Linked DNA regions of Bicyclus anynana: region 2 is linked to region 1. The links are chromatin contacts, called in public Hi-C maps. All regions are on one chromosome and are shown on one strand. Each heading gives the region's core, a stretch centred on a gene start, on an enhancer-like site or on the middle of the called end of the contact. The rest is flanking DNA. Distances are from core to core; before and after follow the strand shown.

Region 1 (5,380 bases), core at 39-2,538:
CCTTAAAAAGAAAGGGTGTACAGCTCAGCATATGCCGTGCACTACGTACAAGTATAATACACGGCGCTGATTTTCAGCTGAGACCCGTGTGACGTCACAGCTTATAATTGTACAAATAAATTGACATTAACTAAATTAAATTAGAATAAGCAGCAAATATGTGTTACATTTTAAAAATATATAATTACTAATTAAACAAAAAAGTATTAACGTAATTATTTTCTACAACGAAGGTAAATAGCTGAGAAGATACTGTTTTCTATCCAGAATTTGCGGACGAATTCGCGGGTGTCCGCTAGTCCTACTAATATTAAAAAGGCAAAAGTTTGTGTGTAAGTGTGTAAGTATGTTTGTTCCTCTTTTACGCTGCGGCTACTGAAGCGATTTGGCTGAAATTTGGAATGGAAATAGATTTTACTCTGGATTAACACATAGGCTACTTTTCATCCCGGAAAAATCCACGGTTCCCGAGGGATTTGTGAAAAACTAAATTCCACGCGGAAGAAGTCAAATAAATAAACAAAGTAAAATAAATAAACATAGTGTCGTAACCCTAACCCAGATGATGATAATGATGTACCCTAACCCAGCCCACAACTTTTTACCCTTGTCAAAAACCCTGGGCACGCCACCGCTAGCATGGCCTGTGAAGTGTTGCTATGTGTATAGAAAAGGCGAAGATATTCCATTTACCATTAGGAGTACTCTTTGCATGCTCTGTCAATAACGACTGCTAAATGAACATTTTAATAATTTTTCATTACTTATATAATATGAATCACAATATCTTAATGACTCGTGACGCCATCTATTAAAAAACTAACGAAGGTTACCAATATTGTTTTGGATAGTTTTTGTGGTTTCATAGTCAAACCATATATGTATAGGCAATCTGAACTGACTCAGATGTTAAGAATATGTTGAGATTATTTTAAAATTTCTTTTTAAAAATTCTTGTATTTAATTATTATTAGCGTATGTAGTACATAACGCCATCTATTGGTAACAACCATGAGTTTAAAAATTTCAAGTACAGGAAAAAAGGCTGCCTTTTAGTATTACGGATTTTCAAGAATTTTGCACAGTTATTTAAACCATCAGTATTATTCAAAACGTTTATTTAGCATGTTAGCGATATTTTACTGTAACCATGTACTAAAACCTTACCTTCTATAGTCGGATGAAATATTTATGACGTCTGTGAAATAAGCTGCAGATGACCCTACGCGTAGGTCTTACAAAAATCAAAACGCGTAAGGCGACTTCGAGTCAGCGGGAGTCGCGCGCGGGGTGAAGCCCCGCCCCCGCGTTACCGGGGACACCTAAAATCTCGTGTATTGACGGCCTCCGTGGCGCAAGCTGGGCCGATTGAAGTTTCCTAATTGTTCCAGCTCTGGCCGGTGGGAGGCTTCCGCCGTGGCTATTTACCACCCTACCGGCAAAGACGTACCGCCAAGCGATTTAGCGTTCCGGTACACTGTCGGGACGGGACTGTCCCGTCCCGTCCCGACAGTAAAAATCTCGTCGTTTTATCGTGGTATGTACCCGTTTAAATAACATTCATAATTCTATGAGGTCTCCTGATCGATTAGAGATTTATTTTTAACATATTGATAGATAGCAAAACAGAAACACCGTTGCCACTATCTTGGGCCTTAAGTACATTATCATAACGCGTTTAAAGCTATCCGAAGAATGTTATAATATTCATGAGAAGATTCTGCAGCTAAAAGCGTACGGCGCCAGCTAAATTGCTTCACAAGAACCGGAAGTGCATTTGGCGTAGAACTATTAATAGCATGTCTCTATGGTCTTAGTGTTTATTTTCTACAGGCTGTGTATCATGGGTTTTAGAGTTCGAGATTAGGCAGACCATAGGCAAAATTCATCGGGGTCTTCGCGTCAAAAAGCTCTCATTTTAGGAGCTTTATCTAATCTAGTGTAGTGGTGATTAGCCCATTTAACTTCAAATCATGAAGTGTTGGGTTCGAGACTCTAGTCCTTCGTCGGGCTATAAAAAAATGAGTTTTTTATTCTTCAGTATGAAAAAATTATTAATTGTTATTTTTATTGAAGTCAAGAAAGGCGAATTGGGCTGTGCAACTGTAATCTTAACTTTTTTTATAAATGCAAATATGAGTTTGTTTTTTTGTTACGCTTTAATAGCTAAGCCGCTGAAGCGATTTTGAAATTTCTTTCACCAGTGTAAAGTTACATTATCACCGATTAACATAGGCTATATTTTTACATCCCTGATTCCCACGAGATTGGGTAATACGTGGGTAAAATCGAGGGTCGTTCATTAGTATTTCATAAATTACAAAATTATAATATGTGCGCTGTAGCATGGTGCGGTACTACTATCGTGAATCGCAACAAACTTTCAGGAGTGTAACGAACTGTCACCCGCACCATGCTATAGCGCATGAACTGTAAACCCGGTGGACTTTTAGTATTAGAAGAATCATGAGATAAAAAATATGTAGAAATAAGTTGAGTCATTCTCCAGTTTAAGCGTGACTAATCTATACTTATCTATATCTATACTTGTAAAAAATCTGTAGAGAGGTTAATTCTGTACATGAAATATATTTCCAAAATAACTATCAGAGGGTGATTAGTGATTGATACTCATGCCAATAATGCAATCAGTAAAATTTTTGTCTGTCTGTCTGTTTGTTCGCTTTAGAAACAAAAACTACTCGACGAATTTTAACAAAATGTTGTACAATTATTCTTCATTCTCCTGGGCAGGTAGGTATAATATAATTTTCATCACGCTACGACCAATAGGAGCAGAGCAGTGAAGGGAAATGTTGGGAAAACGGGAGAAGTTACTCCATTTTTACAGCGATACTACTGTAAGTGCTGGATTAAAGAGGTCTAAGGGCGGACGAAGTCGCGGGCGTCCGCTAGTAGATATTAAAATATTTAAATATTTCATTGTTAGTCACAGTTTTGTCTTAAGGAAAAAGTTCATCCAAATAATTTTGCTTACAATAACAAATTACCAATAATACAAATTAGGTATGCAACGAGAAAGTTTTGGACAGTCATCTATTAGACAGTGCACATGAGTGATTTTATAGCTAATTCGTTACATATATTATTTTTAACAAGCTCAAGTGTTTTCTACTTGTTTTTGAATAACAATCCGTCAACTGTCTCGGCTACCTACTTTCGCCTGCGAATTCTATCATACGAGCAGTGTTTCATGTGACAGGGTACAATTGGCAAGTTTTGGTCATAATTATAATTGCGTAATTAATCAGAAGTGTTTTATTATGGCGGACTCGATGGTCAAGTGGTTATATGGAGCTTTGGATCACGACATCATGGGTTCGATCCCTGTCTATAAAATATTGACTTTTTTTCCAGCTTTTATTAAATACGCCCGCGACTTCGTCCGCGTGAAACTCGATGTAAACTTTCAAGTACCCCTATCCTACCTCTACCCTACCCCTAGCCTACCCCTACCCCTACCATTCTCCTACCTACCCTTACCCTACTTTTCTGGTTGATTTCTTACACCTTGTGTCCGAAAAACCCAAATATCTTACGGAACCCTATTTTTTTTCAAAATAAAATGTAGCCTATGTTACTTGTGGATAATGTAGCTTTCGAATGGTGAAAGAATTTTTAAAATCGGTCCAGTAGTTTTTGAGCCTATTCATTACAATCAAACAAACAAACATACAAACAAAGTTTTCCTCTTTATAATATTAGTATAGATATAAATTATATTCATTTTGAAATACGCAAAATCGGACGCACCCGAAGCGATACGCCATGAATATCACACATATAAACGCATTTTTTATGGAAAGAAAACGCCCCACAACCATGGTGGTTTTCTACGTGCATAATTAGGTACACTTTTGGTAGTATATGAGATATTCATATCACATATCATCATCATGTACCCATATTCGACTAACCGCTGAGCTCGAGTCTTCTCTCAGAATGAGAGGGTTTAGGCCAATAGTCCACCACGCTGGCCCAATGCGGATTGGTATACATATACCTACATAATTTTCATGGAAGGAAAGCGCCTTAGCACTATAGTTTGCTGCGTTTATAATTTGGTCCGGGTCGCGATCTTTGATTTCAAATTTTCAGTACTCCATGAATTTGTTACTACATCCAAAGACTAAAAAGTTTATGTCAACAAATTCATAGGGGTGCCACAACAGTAAAAACAGTACCAGCCATACCAGAATTTAAGTCAGAGGCGTCTCTAGCTCACGTAGCGCCAGGGTGCAATCATCACCCTAGCGCCCTCTAGTACATAAGCGTGATGAAACTATTAAAATGGAACAAACAGCATTTCAACTTAACTTAAACTGTATTTGTGTGTGTGTGTGTGTGTGTACTGATTTTGTGTGATATGTGGCATTACTTAAAAATAAAGATCTTTTCTTTCTTTCTTCTTTCTTTCTATTTGTAGCAAAGAAAAACCTTATATTTTAGTTCTCGAGTTTCGAGAGAGGGTTCCAAAGTTACAAAATACAACCCTTATAGTTTAGTTCTCGAGCTACGAGCGCGATTAAATTATTAATAACCTCCTTATCGTTAAAATTTTCTGAATTTCAGTAAGCCCAAGTAATAAAAAATTGCTTTTAAATACAGTAGTTTTGTTTTCCACCGCTAAAAGCAAAAAAAAGTAAATAACCATTTACTCTTCCTATAATTTAATCTACCAAATGTAATCGGTCCCCATGACATTTTAGTGACTGCAAATTTAGCATCCCAGGCTCCCCTACTGTAATTTTTAATTTCCAATTTAACTAAAAAAAATAATCCAGTTGTTGAAGTTCACTGTACCTACCTGCACTTCTCTAAGTTATTTATTGGATTGGATTTATTTTGTCTGGTCATAACAGATAAATACTGAGACTAGTTTAAGTATGTTGACATATTTTTTGCAAGTCCTTTTGAAAATATATATTTTAAATTTAATTACAAGCATATTAAAGTTCCTCATGAACTCATCCAAAGAGCATTGAACATGTTTTTAAAGGTAGAGTATTGACATTTTGATAACATTCAATGAACCAAATCAGTTACACAGAACAGTTTACAATTTAAAAAAAAAAGCTTTTTTGACTTAATCCAATAAGAACATTGATTTTTTTCAGATGATTGATGGAATAATGGCAAAAAAGAGGATAATTATAGCTGGTTTTTGTTAAAGTTTAATAATTTGCATCGTGTGACAAACTTCAATTGTATGTAGATCACGAGACATTGAGGCAATTAAAAAAAATTCAAGATATTTTTAATAGTCATATACAGGGTACAGATAAATATTGTCAATGCAAAGAAATATTTACTTAAATACCAGCTAGATAAGTAATGTAAATTGATGTTGGTTATAAGC
Region 2 (5,648 bases), core at 1,666-4,165, 100 kb before region 1:
GAAAATAAATCAATACGCACACAAATATTTTTAAACCACCATATTTCTAAATGTGTTGTAATTCTATATGAATGGATGTTACTAAAGATGTTTGTTGTTAATATTTCAAGTAAGAATCAAATCCCAATACCACGTGGACTTTCCCTTCTATATAAAGGGATTTTTAGATGGGAAGTCTGTGTGACTGAATCATTATCATCTAATATTTTAAAAAAATAATGTCACACAAATACTGTGGAAAAGAAAAGGTCGTAAAGTATTTGACACCCTCCTTCTCCCAACCCCGTTTTTAATAGCAATTTAGTTTTATATGGTAGTACAAAGTTTGAAGAGTCTATAGTCTGGCAAGGTCGTTGATGACGCTCCCATGATATGCGGGCAACGGGGGCAGAAGGATGGATTGCGCGGGTATGAAGTCGTGCGCGCGGGGCATCGCTACGTCCCTCCCGGTCCCCATGGACCAACGGGAGTGTTACGAACGAAGTTGCCAAGCTATGATTTCATATGAAAAACTAAATTTCGCGGTATGTTTAGAAAGAAAAACATCATCCGTTCTTCACTATTGCGTGCTGGCGTGTCTAATGCTTGTTGGCAAAGTTAATTTACAACAGAAATTAATTAATACGTAACATTGTGTTAGTGGGCCGCGAGGTAAAATTATACTGTAATTACACGAATTTTGACCTCGCTGGCACTGTTTGTAGTGCTCTGGTTCAACAGAGAGGTCCTGGATTCGAATTTAGGATTATATTAGTATTGTCTTTAGGATTTTTTATTATCTAAATTGGCTCAGGTTGGTCTGGTGATAGGCACGGTTGCTATAGCTTGGCAAATTCGTTCGCAACACTCCCGATGGTACGCGGGAGGACCGGTCCTTCTCCTCCCGTCGCCCGCATATCATGGGATTGTCATCAACGAAATTGCCAAACTATTATTACCGCCAAAGACGCACTAAGCGATTTAGCGTACCGTAACGATGTCGCGTAGAAATCGTCAAAGGTATATGGATTGAATAAATACCTCTTCCAAGCTAACCCGCTTCTATCTTACGACTGCATTGTCACTTAACATCAGGTGTGATCGTAAACAAGTCGCCCTGACATGCAACCAAATGACGTATTTCTTAAGAAAAAATAAACAAAAGTCAATCAATTACGGCGCAACCGAAAGTATAGCCATCACTATCATTGCGTTTGGATGAAAGAGATTGGTCGAAAATTTGTACATTTCTCTTCACGAGATATGTCTTTGCATTCGCATTTCGCATGTTAGGGCCTAGAGCTACAGTAGACATATTCATAAAATTAAAAGTTGGCCGAATAAATCGCAGAGTATTTTAATAGGTATAGTGTTATATTCTAGTGCGCACATCCTTCGAACTAAATCTTTAGACAAATAAATTGGACCGATCGTATCAGAGTCGAGAATAACTTTTATTTATTTTATTTATTTATTTATTATTCAACAAACAACACATTGAAATTAAGCCTAACCATAGTGCAACACAAACCACAGTTGGTTTTACTTTTGATTACTTACAATTAAAAAGTTAGTTGTTCAATACTCAGTAACTTGTCACTGAATATTTAAAAAAAAACACGTACCTTGTAAATATTCCAAGAGCGAGCCGTTCTTCATCAACTCCGTGATAATGTATATCGGCTCCTCGAGCGTACACACTGCGTACAATTGGATAAGTTTGCTGTGCCGAAGTTTCTTCATTATCTGCGCCTCGGCGAGGAAGTCTTTAGGGTCCATTGTGCCCGATTTCAGCGTCTTGATGGCGACCGGCGTGGTGTTGTTCCACAACCCTTCCCACACTTCGCCGAACTGTCCGTGGCCGAGTTTCCGGACGAACTTCAGTGACGAGCGATCGATCTCCCATTGGTCCCTCGTTCTGTGCGAGAGACCTTCGGTGACCGGTTTCTCCACCTGGAAATGCGTAATGATATAAAAATAAAGTGTGATTACTTAGCAAAGGTTGAGTAAAAAACGTAGCGCGGAACAATGGCCTGTTAAATTGCAATTGTCATGCCTCCATAAGTGAATAGTAAGTAATAGTCGACTCGCAAGTAATGTTTCATTGTAATGAGAGCCCACTTTTCATATAATGGGGATGATGACTATGTTTGAATATATAGATTTTTATGATATATTCGGGTAAATCAGGTCAATTTTAACTAATTTATACATAGAAAGCAAAGATTGTCTGGATATTTGCAAAATAAATAAGATTATAAAATTTCAAAATCGATTAAAAATCTTTTATTGTAATTAGATGAAAACTCATACAGTTTTAGCTTCCTTACATTAAATGTAACACTTTTTAATAAATCTATACTAATATTATAAAACTGAAGAGTTTGTTTGGTTGAACGCGCTAATCTCAGGAACTACTAGTGAAATATAAACATAAACGTACAAATAACAAACATTTTAGTAATTTTGTTTGAACGCCCATACAAATCTAACGATAATTTTTTACCTACGACGTCGTTAGTTCGTGCCATTTTGTATGGGGCTACTTTCAGGGATCCGTGGCATTGCCGCAAATTTGACCCTTTAAATCCATGTAGTTCCGAAAGTAATGATCGCAGATACCCTGTTACTTTTACAAAATTGCTTTAGGTACTATTGGCATACTCTTAATTTATAAAACTTTCATCATTCCTAGTGTTATAAAGTTTAAATTAAGAAATATTTTTTTGCACTATCCCTAGATAAGATCTTAAGCCTAAGCCGAAGATTATTTAGGCCCTTTGCGGGCCTGAATTAGCTACGGTCAAAAAGATTCGTTCAAATCAGAGGTTTTGTTCAAACAATATGTACTTGATGACGTTAGGTATCAAATAGTGCAGACGTACAGGCGACGTGTCATAGCTGCAACCCGAGAGGTGTATGCAATTTTTAATTCACATCGCGTAAGTTGACACCGGCGGTGGCAGGCGACGGCGCGCGGCGGTGACCACGACCACGGTCGGTTGTTGTCGTGATCAGTTTTGATACTATTTATAAATGAACCCGTAAGCCATTCGATTGATGCAGGCTACTTGTCGAACTAGCCGACGTTGTGCTGTTTGATATAACTGAAAAAAATATCAAGGTAGGGGTGGGGTATGATCTGGTGGCAGATTCGAGATCTCAGTCAGAATTTGTATTCAAGGTTAAAATTCACTCTTTAAGGACTTGCCCTATAAAAAGTGTGATTAAGAGGTAAGATTTTGAGAATTAATGATTATGAGAACAACGACTTTATTTATATAATTTTAAAAACAGATAATTGCCGAATATTGTAGTTACACTTAGATATATAATTATATGTATAATGGTAGACATCTTTACAAATAGTCAACTGACGTGTCAAAAGTGCTTGTAAATTGAGCCTACTTGAAATAGATGAATTTTGATTTTTGATATCTCCATTTTAATATTATAAATGCAAAAAGTCGCCTGCCTTTTTTACGCGGTTTAGCCGTAAACCGCTAATTCGAGTTAACATTTTTTTTCACAAGAGCTACTGATTATTCCTAAATAATTCAAGGTTCATACGGAATTTCTGAATCACAAAATTTCACGCGAACAGAGCTGGGAGCGCTAATTAATTATACTTCCGTATTTTTTTTTTTGTTATAAAATGTAGGGCATAGCATCCAATACATAACAACAAAATATTGTTCTATTTGCAGTACTTTGTATGAATTAAAGATCACTATGAAGTTTCCAAAATGTTGTTAACACCTGCTTGAACCACCGAAAGGTCAACGCACTTTATTGCCAATCTATAAGCCACGGACCACAGTTAGAAAAATACACTATTCCTTATTAACTTCTATTCCTCATTGCTTCTATTTAAGCATAGGCAAATGACAATGAGTGCAATGACTATCGAAAGATAAAAATAACTTAAAATCGAACCTAATCAAAATGACTACCGCCGGTTATTTTTAGCCCGGCCGACAACTCAATTTAGAGTTGCAGACAGAAATAGCAATATGTAAATAGGCATCGTAAGCAGCATGGTTGATGTAATCACGCCCTGCGCCTGGCGACTCGGCGCGATGCTAAAAACTGGACAACGTTATACAACATGTCACATTGATGGACCAATTATAGTCCAAGATCTCAACTTACAAATCTAAGTCAGAGAATTGCACTTTGAGAGGTTGATATAGGACCTATCAAAGTTCGAGTAATCTTCAGTTAATAAGTATAATAGGTGATGATGAGGCTCAAGGATGCTCCACAAGTACGATAGCTAATCATGGAGTTTGGACCGAGGTGGCTTTAGATCACGATACTTTAAAAGTTTAAACCTTAAAGTGTCTTGATCAAGATGTCAAGAGACCAGAGTCTAGTCTAGATCGTCCAAGTATAAAGCGTAATTTCTTGATATTTTCTTTCCGATATATGAATAAGGAATCATGTTAGCAGGCGCCAGACCCTATCTAACCTATCTATACTAATACCTATTACAAAGAGGAAAATTTTGTTTGTTTGTTTGAATTGACTAGGCCGCGAAAGTTCGTTATCAACCCATATTCGGCTCACTGCTGAGCCTCCTCTCAGAATGAGAGGGGTTAGGCCAATAGTCCACCACGCTGGCCCTATGCGGATTGGCAAACTTAGAAAAATACATAGGTAATATATTTATTATATTTCAAATTCATGGTATATTGTAAAAATTTTGAACATTGAATTTTATTGCAATAAGGTTTTTTATCCTTCCAAACGATCGCGTATATTTTCGACAACCATACTTGAAAAGGCGGGGATCCTCGACCTCTCGTTATTGTATCCACCAACTTAACCGCAGAGCTATTGAGGCTTTTTGGCTGGTGGGAGGCGTCGGTCGTGACTATTTGCCACCCTAAAAAAACGTACCGCCAAGCGATTTAGCATTCCGGTACGATGTCGTGTAGAAACCGACAGATATGTGGATTTTCATCCTCCTCCTAACAAGTTAGCCCGCTTCCATCTTAGACTGCATCATCACTTACCACCAGGTGAGATTGTAGTCAAGGGTCAACTGGTAAAGAATAAAAAAAAGGCTTCAAGGTGTAACTTCTAAGTCGATGTAGTTACCACTGGATCTTGTACTAATAGCATTTACAAATAAATGCGTCGCACTTTTGCACTAAAAATTAAAGATGCAAGTTACCGTAACAAAAGTTCAATGACCTTTCATATGTATATTTTATACCTATGTACTGTTCCAATTGCATTACACCCTTTTCTGCTTATCTGAATGATGATTCAGAAATAGTAAACCTATTTTGTGTTTATGTATCATTTGGATATTATAGCAATATAATTCATTATTACTCAATTATTCATATAGGAATTTGTATATCAAACGATTCTCAAATTACTGGATAATGAATATTGCTCCCGCCCTGCAAAATAATTCACTAACTTTGAAGTATGTTACTTAACATATGGGTACGAAATTGAGATTTCATGTAACAAATGTCATCCGGTGCCAAGTGACAACCCTTCGTGGATATCTTAAAGTAAGAAGGTGACATTTCTCAGTTGATTTAATGTTTTTTATAGGTTATTAATAAAGACCAAAATAGTTAATAGGCCAGCAGAAGTTACAAAATTTTAGGCAAATAGACACTAAATTGGCCTAGATTCAAATGAGGAAA

The links. A called contact is a pair of places that touch in the nucleus more often than the background predicts.
Region 2: a Hi-C map of whole larva shows a contact between it and region 1, with 5 times the contacts expected there. The contact joins two enhancer-like sites. A contact is called at or near these places in 2 of 2 Hi-C or Micro-C datasets (whole body and whole larva).

What each region holds. Positions count from the first base shown.
Region 1 is chr20:4,114,274-4,119,653 of ilBicAnyn1.1, reverse strand. All of the region lies in intron 1 of LOC112056011, which reads left to right. The region is part of intron 1 of LOC112053050 (tyrosine-protein kinase Src42A); the gene reads right to left. Among protein-coding and RNA genes, the nearest start is that of LOC112053050, 6.9 kb to the right of the region's middle. Within about 2 kb of position 1,288, at least 1 of the 8 cell types and tissues checked has open chromatin away from gene starts, as enhancers often do.
Region 2 is chr20:4,217,423-4,223,070 of ilBicAnyn1.1, reverse strand. It overlaps LOC112053050 (tyrosine-protein kinase Src42A), which reads right to left. Exons shown (of 8, transcript XM_052887865.1): 4 at 1,605-1,932. Among protein-coding and RNA genes, the nearest start is that of LOC128199233, 12 kb to the left of the region's middle. Within about 2 kb of position 2,915, at least 7 of the 8 cell types and tissues checked have open chromatin away from gene starts, as enhancers often do.